2 separate regions of the Anas platyrhynchos genome follow, and region 1 is linked to region 2. Evidence: chromatin contacts called from public Hi-C data. All regions are on one chromosome and are shown on one strand. Each heading gives the region's core, a stretch centred on a gene start, on an enhancer-like site or on the middle of the called end of the contact. The rest is flanking DNA. Distances are from core to core; before and after follow the strand shown. Region 1 overlaps LOC106019152 (a long non-coding RNA gene). Region 2 holds the start of BCAS4 (breast carcinoma amplified sequence 4).

Region 1 (5,058 bases), core at 1,402-3,901, 240 kb after region 2:
TCTTCTTCAGATTATTCTCTCTTTCCCTACCACCAGTGTTTGCTGCATCATTTCAGTGGATATTGCTATGTGGGAAAAGAACTTTTACAGAGGCAGGATAGACTCTTTTCTGGTCTTTTTTTGCTATAGCAAGGTCATTGTGTCCTACCACCACAGGGCTCAGCATTGGCAACCTCAAGCACCTGACTGCTGTTTGAAGTAGTTTAAACCGCAGACGAAACCCCTTGTATATGAGCAGTGAGGGGGTACTATTTTTTATGATTAATTCCATGCCAGAGTGATATTTTGCCATCAGTTATTACTAACAGCAGCTTGGACCAAAGCCCCTTTCCATGTGACTCGCTGCCCCACAAGGTTCTGCTCTAATGAAGGGAATCTCAGAGACTTGCTGCATGTTCTTGCCCAACTCCAGCTGGTGGGCAGGAGACACCAATGGGGAGAAAGCCTCAAAGATTTGGTTCTGCAGTAACGTTCTGCAGCTCCCCAGCCTCGTGCATCCAAAGGCTTCTCAGCATTCAAGCATTTGGCCTGGAAACCCCCCTGGATTCGATGGAAAGCCTCTCAATTCCCTCAGCATGTAATGCTAAGCACGTTGGAGGGCAGGGAGCTGCCAGAGGACTGTGCGAGCCGGCTGGCGGCAGCAGCCTCTTCATTAGCAGAGGCATGCGGAACCTCCCAGAGTGCCTAACTCCAATTAACTGATTAGCTTGAGGTAAAATCCTCGCAAACACAGGGCTGGTGGAAGTTTCAAAGCCAAAAACTGCCAGCTGACCTGTGGCTGGAATACTGAGTGGTTTGGGGTTATTTCGATGTATTTTGGGGTTGGCTAAGGAGCGGAGCTGGCACTCGGCGTGCTCCGGAGCATGGCCAAGGAGGTCGCTGCTCTAGGGGTGACAGCAGATCTGTGGGACTGTCACCTTGCTGGTGACTTGTGTGCCTGTATGGGTGCATAACTCAGTGCAGCAAAAATGTTCCCTCACATTTGTAAGAAAAAGCTGGAAAAAGAAAATAGACCTAGTTGGACTTTGTATCTGGTATGCCCTCTCATTTGACTCCAGAGGGAAATGCTGTAATTTCAGGGTATAAGGTGCTAGATTAAAGCTGCAAAGATCTTAATTTTGATCTTTTCTTTCTTTCCTTCTATCTTTATTCTCTCCTGAGATTGTGACTTCATGACATTGTCATCCATCTCAGCTATTGCACAGTGCAGAATGCCTCTGGAAATATTTACTCGCTTGTATACTATTAGAAAAAAAACTGTTGTTCATTTTGATGCACAGTGGGAAATACTGTGTGATTACTTACACCAAAGCATTAACATGATAGGACTAAACTCTTTGAAGATAAATATCACATTTGCTAGCTTCAAAAGCATGGCTTGTGAGCCCCTGGAGGTCCGCAGCATGGATTTTACTGTACTGTAAGCACAGGAACCCTTTTACAGTATTCATTTTACCCAAGTATATAACTGATCGATCAAGCCTAGGTGTTTCTGACAGTTTTTTTAATCACCTGTTTTGTTTCCCTATTCTATTTTATTCCCCTCCCCCCCATTTTTCATGCCAGGCTGCACCGCATCGTTAGTATAGGAAAAAATGTGTGATGCTGTGGCTGCCCGGTGTCGCTGCTGTGCATTACGTATGCAGGCTGGGAGCACTTGCTGCGAACATCCTTGCTGCATTGCTGCTATCTTAGCCAGCTCCAGGTCAGAGCTAAAAAGAAAGCCTTCTCTCTCGTCAGAGGAAACCTTGCCATTGTGTGAACTCTTGAAAAGGCAGCAAGAAAAGGCACCAGTCAATTTCTCTGGACGGTGGTTTTCCAATTATTCGGGGAGTGTCAGATGGCAGGCTGTGCACCTTGGTCCTGTGGGTGAAGAAGAAGATGACAAGGTTCTTTTCCTGCAGCGGTTTTGTTGTCGGGGGGAGTGTGGGGACAGGAGGGAGGTCAGGAGTTGGGGGCTCCTGGAGCCCTCACTCAGCTGTCCCCTCCTCACACCCATGCTCCTGTGGGCTGACAAGCACCAGGCAGTCCCCACCAATCCTGTACCATGGCTTGAAGCCCTAACTACCTCTCTGCAACTCTCTTTGAGGCTGGTATTATTTTTTTAAGGAAGACTGAATGAATTCAGAAATATAAACAGAATGGAAATAGCTACAAATATGCCAATTTATGCATTTAGCACTACTCCCAGCATTTTTGTGTTCATTCTTCTTTTCCCTATCCCCTCCAGAAACTCAGGGATGTAAAGTTTTATTAATAGTTAAAATGCTTGGTTAATTCTTCCAGCATAATGACCTTGCAAAGTCTAATTTGCTCTTCCTAGGCACAATTGTTTTGTAAGTGTAGTATATGGGTTTATCCTCATTTACCCACCTCTTTCAAAATTTCCAATCCCGGAAAGTTGAGATTTTGATATTAAATATTATTACAAACCTTTATTTTTAATGAGCTGTAGAAAGCCCCCAAATATTTGTTGCATTAATGTTTGTTGCATTAAGATCAACAGCTTCCTAATTGCCTACCACAACGTGCATGCTTGCAAATGGTAATTAGATGCACAATTTTATGAGCGACATGAATTCAAATGAATGTGCTTACACCAAGCCCTGAGTCACAGAACAGCTAAGGGATGCTGATAGCAGTGATTAATCACAGCTGGGCTACAGGCCAGCAGCAACTTGAGGCCGGAGTTGCCTGTGCAGTTTCCAGCCCCGCAGAGCCCCAGGGATTTCGGTCCGGGGTTGTTATCCCTGGGCACGATGCAAAGCAGTCCACTGGCTACATGCTGGGCTGGGGGCCCTTTGTGTTCTTATGTTCCCAAATACTGTATAAGTACGGGTAGTACTTAAACAGTTTTTAACCAGAAAAGAGATCTGCTGTTTTTTCATCGTTTTTTTCTGATCTGCCTCACAAATGAGAGGTTCCTGAGATCCATCGTCCTTGAGGAAGATTAGCTCCCTTCTGGCATCTAAGAACATTGCTTGACCCACTTTTCTTGTACTGGTTCTTTCATAAAACTTTGGTTCTAGAATATTGCATCCTAGTAAGATGTATTATGCAGGTGCATTTCAAACTTTTGCATTAACTGATTTGGTAAAGTATTACAAAGTAGCAGAAGCGTAGATGACAATAGTTATACATGTAAAAGTAATAAAAATAGAGTAATGAGTAAAGCCAAAGAAACAGATCGCCAGCCTCCCTGCAGACGTGAACATTAACGAGGTTTCTTTAGTTTCTGCCCAAGTGTGGGTCTTTTCTCTTACCCCACTGATCTCTGCAAGAATTTCCTTTCTTTGTGCCTGGTTCCAGTTAGGGCCACAGACAGAAGCTGGTAAATAACAATAAAATGTTGTCAGAAAGAGGAATTTCTGACCTGACAGTACATGCAGCCAACCAGTAATCTTAATGGGACTTTTTTCTTGAGGTCATTAAAGAGGAGGGAGAGGCAGCTGGGTGTTTATGCAGACTGAAATTCTGCAATTGCTTTGCACAGGTAGGAAAGACAAGCATACATTTCTCCAATGACTGTCCAGCTTATCAGGGAAATTTAAATACATGAAACTGTATTTAGGGAAGGAAGTGAATTAGGGAAGATTCTGCATCGCCAGCTGCTGGCCTACTTGTCTGCTTAAATAAATAGGACCAACAAGTGTCTTGAGGGCAAATGAGAATCAGTTAGCAAAGGATGTAAATGGTACTGGGTATTCAGTCCTCTGGTGTTTCCTAAAGGCTCACTGTTTGCTGGCTGCACCTTTCCCTCACTTGATTTCAGCAGGCAAAATAGAAACAAGGCTCAGCCTCTTACAGTGGTGGTTGGTCTGCCCTTTTTCCAGTGAAAAAGGGTGGTGATGGACTGAAAATTAAAAAGGCAACACCCTGTAGCACGGGACACATTCCAGTGTCCGCATCTGCGTCCTGCTTAGGGAAGCAGAGAAGGTTGAGTTGCCAATTTCTTCTGTTAATGACTTGTGATCCTGCAGCAAACCCAATTTGTATCCATAATGAAACCTTATAATGTTAGTGGCAGTATTAATATCGGTGTAATTAATAATACTATTTATACCATCAAGAGACAGCCACTAATTATGCAGAAGGATTGATATCTCACTAGGCAATGGCTTGAACTTGTTTTCACCCAAGTAACTCATTAAGGGATGTGTTCAGAAGCGCTGCCACGAGGGGTGGGAGAGCTGCTGCTGGAAAGCACCTGAAATCTGCTCACCATCAGCGTGCTCGTACTGCAAGGCAGCCAAAGTCTTGGGGCCAGGGCTTCTGTAACTGAAACTAAATACAGTTTACTTCTAAGTAAGGCTCTATCGCCCCTCTGAAAAGGCACCTGATTTTCAGAAGTAAATTGGTGTGTGGTCACTGATGATACAGGGTGATGAAGTGAGAAATATTGTGCAAATAAAGCCTTGTTCCATGGTGAGGAGAACTTTTTTCAGGCTATCTGAAGCTCTTTGGTTTTTGTTAATGCTGCTCTAACTCAGACTTCTGAGAAACTGTGAGGCATAAAGATGTCTTTGTTAAAATTCATTACTTCTTTCCCTTTATTTAGAAAGGGAGAAGAGTCTGAATCAGAGATTGCTGATGAGTTATATGGGAAGGTCAGAATTGATAGCAGTTGTAAAGAAGAACAAAAACACTTTAAACCTCATCCCTTTCTGATGATAAATAAAGAACACGATCTCAATTATATTTCTCTTCTGTGGACCTGTTTTAAGTGAAGGGTTTTTTTGTTATGCTTAGTTTCTTTGAAAAAAAATAATTGCACTGGTAATAAAAAGTAATTCTACTTTGGGGTAAGCTTTGTTCCATAAATTCTGACAATCCAGCAGTCACGGCTGTGCTTCCTCATTCACAGCCTTATGATTTACACTGCACAAAGGGTTGTACATGTGCAGCGCACAGCAAGAATGATGTCCCACGCCCGTTTACTATGTAAAAATTATGTTGTGGTGAGAAGACAACGAGGTTCCCAGCGAGAAGTTGGAAAGCCATCAGAACGGCTGCTGAGTAGGCTTGTGCTCAGAGCTGGCTTTATAAAGACTCTTTAAA
Region 2 (5,849 bases), core at 878-3,377:
AAAGAAGTTCTTAAAAAATAAGCAGCCTAGTTTTTCACAGCTGCAAGACAAAATGGGAGAGAAGATGAAACAGCAGAAAGCAAATAAGAGATGCTAATACATGTAAAGGATGTCCCAACATACTGCAGAGAGGAATACTGAAGTTGCAATAGCTATTTTTTTTTTCTATTATTAGACTGACAGCTTAATGTAAGAGATACTATCTCTATTTGCAAGCCTTGCCTCTTGTTTTAGACTCATGGCTGTAACATTGTTACCTCTATGGACAAGAAGGGTATTCCTGTCATGAGACACTGGATTTTTCAGTGGTTTCCATTTTTTTTCCATTTTATTTCTTTGCTATTATTCTAGATAGTGCAAACCCAGTTAAAAAAATAAAAATTGTTCTTATCTTTCTGTTGGAAGATGCAAAGGATTTGGAAGCTTTATGCTGAGGAGAAAGCACTGAATATATAAACAGGTTATTGTGCCTTTCTGAATACTACATGAGGTTACATAAATGGTTTGAACTTTAAAGTTCAGAAATTTTAAATCATAGTAGCTTAAATCTAACAACATCCTTCATACTTTTTCTGTAAAACAAAGTAGGTATCTTTTTGCAAACTTAAAGTAAATGGGATAAAATTAAATGCAAAAATTACTTGCAAAAGACAATCTGGGCATTTTATTAAATATTGAAATGCTATTTACTGTCTTTCAAAAATATTTCAGATGGTTACTAAGTGGAGCTGTATAATGTAGAAAAAATAAGATTCCTTGAGTAATCATGCAAAGTTGGTAGCTTGAAAAAAATGTCAGTAATTCAACATGTGACCTTCCCTGTATTTTGACTATATTTAAACTGATACTTTACTTGTTAGGATAGTGAATATAAATATTTATCCCAATCTTACAGGTAAGACAAAGGTCATGAAGCCATTTGGTCAAAGCAGCAGAAATGCATTGTCTATCTTGTTCTTTTTAGCACTGTTTTCTTGAGAGATTTAGCAGTGTCGTAAAGCTCATGTGGATGATATAGTTTATATAGAATAATCAGGAGGAATCTCATTTAGTGGTATTCTTTTCCGGGCATCTAAAATAAATGTTGACTAGCTGTGTGTTTAAACTTAAATCCAGAACTGCTAAGTGCAGTAAAGGAAGCAACTGATGTAAGAACTATAACAGTTATAGCAGAACTTTAACTGTAAAGGCTTCCTACTGTAAATGCGTGTTCAGTATTATTACATAACTGCAGCAGTGGGCTTTTTCTAATATGGGAATATTTCTTGTCTAGCAGATCTTGTTAAGTCTTTTCTTGACACTCCCATGACTCTGGTTCTAAACATACCACTTCACATGCTTTCTCCTATTTGAGATAACTTAGTTTCGTAACAGTTAATCTGTGATGTACAACAGAAGCCAGAACTATTTCATTCTGGTCTTAAAGCTTCCCAAGTATGCTTTCCAGATCACACTGGAGTTTAATCTAGTGCACCTTTCAAACATACACAGTACAGACCCCTGGGGACTACAGCATAAATGGTAAAGGAGTGGCTGAGCAGAGAACAGGACTGTGTTGTTAAGGAGTGCAAATACATAGCAAGAAGTCTGCCCAGACCTGGGGAGTTCACAATTGAAACAAAGGAAACAAAAGAGTGTTTGGAGATTTACGCCCAGAGATGCAATGTGTTTTCTCTCTATGCAGTGCTGGTCAGTGGAAGATCAGGTTCTGCAAATACCTTACGATTTTTCAGATAAGTGCTTTTTAAGTTGCAAGTGAAGCATAGAAGGGTCTGTCTGGTGCTATTGTCAGGAATGACATCGGGTAGATTCAAATCAATGGGGCTGTTCCTACTCAAAAAATGATCTTGTGGAGAAACCCTGCAAACTGGTAGCTCTTTTTTCTGTTTCTTCAAGTACCTCTTCAAGCCTGATTTCTTTGATCTTCACAGCAAACCACAGGCTATAAATCTGGCATTTCTTTATGAATGCTGAAGTGAATTTAAATTTCTTCCATTATTCAGCAATAATATGGTGTTGCCCAAAGCCAAGAAAAGCTTTGGATGACAATGCAGGCCTGTTGTCTTTGGCTCTGCAAGCACTGAAAAGTAGTTTTATATAGTATTCTTACAGTATTTAGTATTTATATAGTATTTTTAATAGTAATTCACAATGAGATTAATGCTCTGGTGTCTGGTTAGTGCTCTAGTTTCTTCAGGGAAGTGGATGACATTTTATCTGGCTTTGCTCAGGTTTGCTCTCCACAGCGTCTAACAGATTTCCCTCTCTCGGGGCTGTGGCTGTCTGCAGATGGACTCCAGTTAGACATCGCAAGCCAGTCAGTGTGAACTCCTGCATGCTGCTTTGTCTCTGCTGCCACAGAGTCCCCTTGACCCTAGTATAAATGCCCCATACAGGCTGAGTGGCCCAGGCACCTTTCAAGGGCGGGCTGCTGCTGACCCCTTGCAGCTGAGAGGATTTCTCAGTGAGCACTCTCCCTGCTCCAGGCAGTGCTCCTTGAGGCACATTACTCAGCAGGTAGGGCAGGAAGAACAGCTACCATGAACAGATGGCCCTTTCTGTCTCTGTTCGATCTGCCATCTTGATCATCTGTCTTTGTCTAAAATGCTGCTTTGGTTTCAGATTGGAGTGTAAAGGAGCCTAACGCAGAAGAATCCGGAAGGTTGCAGAAGTTTCCACAGCGTGCCTCCTGCAGCTCTGTCTGTGGGGAGGGTGCCAGGAGCTTTCGGCAGCTTGGGTGTGGGGTCAAGGTCTGGGCTCTGCTCTGCCTCACAGAAACCAGGCTGCAGGCTGTTTAAATTCTCATTTGCACGCAGGGAAGCGCATGGCACAGAGCGATTATGAGCACTTAAAAGCTGTGCTGCCAGCTGCAGCCGCCTTTAATATCCAAGTGAGTCAAAAGGCAGCACTGAGTCCAGCACCTGATCTCTGAGTATCTAACCTCCCCTCTAGCCTGCAGTGCGGGCTTGTGGAAGCACATCACTAGAAAAAGAAATTTGTTTTTTAAGTGTGGCATGGGGAAGCTGTGCCTGACGAAGCGCTGCTCCGTGACCGAAGCGGTACGGCTGTAACCAAGTCCTTTAAACCAGCCCTGAGGCCCCCTCTCCTCACAGAGCCCCCCGCGGGGGGGGGGGGGGGCGCTGGGCGGGTGTCCCACCCCCCCTCCTACCCGCCGCGCCCCCGCCCGCCGCCGCTGGGTGGCGCGCGCGACCCGCTGAGGGGAGGCGAGGCGGCGGGCAGGCCCCGCCGGGGGCCGTGAGGCGGAGCGGCGGCCGGGGGCGGAGCGGGGGCTGCCGGCTGCTCGGCCGGGGCCCGGCGAGGCGATGCTGCGGCCGGGGACACCGCCGGAGCCCCGGGCGGGGGCTGAGGACAGCGAGGTAGGAAGGGGGAGGTGGGGGCTGGCGGTGGTGGTGGTGGTCGGGGGGCTCCGGGTGCCGGGATGAGGTGAGGCGGGAGCGCTCGCCCGGCCCCGGCTGCCCTCTGAGGGAGCTCCCGGGGCGCCTCCGGGCTGCGGGGGTCGGCACCGAGCCCCCCTCCCTGCTGCTGCTCCGGAGCCTTTGTGCCCTTCGTGCTTTTGGTTGGGGGCTTTAGAGGGTTTCGGTGTGGTTTCGTGGTTTTTGGAGACAGGGAGTGTTTGCTGAAGGAGGGCCTGGTTGTCAGGGGTCTCCTGTGTCGGGGATGCGGTGCTGGGGCAAGTTGAGCAGCAGCTGGGCTCCTGGAGAGCCGAATAAGTGATTTTCATGCTTTTTGTTTGTTTGTTTTTGAACGCAGATGGATGTGGCTGCTACTCTGTCATTTGTTTTTGTGGAAACCGAGTCCTCTGGCGGCTAAGGTCGGGATCAGAGCGCTGCTGTGATGGAGTGGAAGGATGCTTAGCTTGAGGAGCTTAGGTGCGGGTGGTCCCCTCTGGGACACGGTGGTGACAGTGGTGATTGCTTACAGCACCCTCACCGTGCTGGTAAGGCGTGCAGGGAGCGTTTCAGATCCCAAAGAGAGGAAGGTTCTGAAATTGCACTTGGTAGGTCATGTTCCCCTAGAAAAGAGAGGAAATCTATGAAAACAGAAAATAGAGAGCATTTGCAAGTATCTCCCTTTCTGACCTGCAGGTAACTCCTATCTCACATGAGTCTGGAGATGCTGTGAGGTGACATTCTCTTTGGGCACATTAGTTTACAATTTTCTCTTGTAAGGAGAAAAAAACACTAAAATTACTGTCTTCAAAACAGCTTTTTTTCTCCCTTTTCTTCACTTTGGCAGTGGGTTTTATATTTGTCTCCAGGAAAAAAAAAAAGGGGGGGAAATTTTTCCTCAGTTTCACTGTCCTGAGTATTTTCCACATTTCTCTGCCTTTACATCGTTACTCCATCAATTTCATTTTTCCAAATGTGGCTATATGCGCTTTGCAATAAATCAGACCAGTTACATACAAATTTTGGAATCACTGTTCTGTTTTTTATGTTCAGTATTTTCAGGGAGGTGATATAATGCTTAGTCTATGATATCCACGTAATTTTCATGTGGTTAAACCACTGACAGCTTTTGTCTTACATCTGGATTCAGATCCACTCCAGTAATCGTCCAGGCATCTATAGTAGGCTGGAAAGAAGTACTGCTAATGTTATTAACAATTACAAAAGCGAATTTCCCAGCTTGGTTAAGATGACATTGCAGAGTGAACTGCTGCGTAGGGAAGAAGTTTCACTGAAGTATTAGTTCATGTCAGCTGTTTGGATTCTGTTTTTGTTTTTTTCAAGTACCACTCAAGCTGGTGTTAAATAAAGAGGACCTGCCAATTAATAAAAACAAGCTTCGTGTATAGAGTTGTATGGCAGATAGTGTGTTTTTGTAACTGAGTGCCAAGCTGTTAGTTCATTAGGGAACACAAAAACTACCTGTGCTCTTTGCTACTTGCAAGTCATTCTGTTTCCTTCAGGCATCTTCTGCTGCTATTAAGCACTCGTTTTAATGCTGATCTTTCTTGATCCTTGCACATATTGGTAGTTTGTTCAGAGCAGTGATATAATTAAGGTATTTTCCTACGCAGGGATTAATCATAGCTTTCATGGCATGTTCTTAAGTGTTTCTTCCTGTGGGCCTTGTCGTGCTAGCTCAGCTTTATTGTGTATCACAAACAGTATTGCTGAAATCACAATGAAGGCTGTCGGTTCCTTTTCATACAGAGTTGCTGTAGTTTAGCTTTTTATTATTATTATTTTGTAATTAGAAATTACCTCTAGTATATAATTCCTAGTTTTCATTATGATTTTTAAATTTTGTGTAACAGTTGTAGCAAATAAAACTATGGTAATGATGGAATTCAAAATAAGGTATTTGTGGACTCGAGTGGAAGATTTGACTAAATGAAGGCTTTCAAGACTGCTGCATGGCATATTATCCTACCTGATATGAAGATACCCTGCAAATTGTTGTGAAAGACTTATAGTTTCATTCCTGAAATGCACTTGCAATTCTGCTCTTGTTTTCCTTTTATGCATTGATTGTTTTTTCAGTATTCTGAAGTTGGCATAGGAGGACATCGTACTGAAGAACCTGATAACTTTCAGCAATATTGAAACGTACCTTCCTGGTTGAGTTTGTGATGCTATAAAGAGCAGTGTGATTCTCTGGCTTGGCTATTTTTGGTTTTCTGTGCCTACCTTTTCATCTTAATGACATGCTAGGAGAGCACTTCGAGTTCTGACAAAGGCAGCTTAACATTGTGATTGAAAGTGGAAGACTTTTTTGGAAAACTTTGTAGAAGGGATTTAATGCTGATTTTTTTTTTAAATGTTCTATAATGAATAAGTTACAATGTTATATTCACATATCACAGGAATGAAGGATTGATG

What was found. Hi-C and Micro-C count contacts between places; a contact is called where the count stands out from the background.
Region 1: a contact with region 2 is called in a Hi-C map of F1 follicle, with 2.9 times the contacts expected there. The contact joins the enhancer-like site here to the promoter of BCAS4 in region 2. A contact is called at or near these places in 3 of 8 Hi-C or Micro-C datasets (F1 follicle, liver and subcutaneous adipose tissue).

Annotation. Positions count from the first base shown.
Region 1 is chr21:10,643,915-10,648,972 of IASCAAS_PekinDuck_T2T, forward strand. All of the region lies in intron 4 of LOC106019152 (a long non-coding RNA gene), which reads left to right. Among named protein-coding and RNA genes, the nearest start is that of KCNG1, 110 kb to the left of the region's middle. Within about 2 kb of position 2,652, at least 2 of the 8 cell types and tissues checked have an H3K27ac peak or open chromatin away from gene starts, as enhancers often do.
Region 2 is chr21:10,405,585-10,411,433 of IASCAAS_PekinDuck_T2T, forward strand. BCAS4 (breast carcinoma amplified sequence 4) reads left to right here and starts at 2,128. Exons shown (of 7, transcript XM_038166387.2): 1 at 2,128-3,377; 2 at 3,772-3,832. The coding sequence starts at 3,776. All of the region lies in intron 4 of PARD6B (par-6 family cell polarity regulator beta), which reads left to right.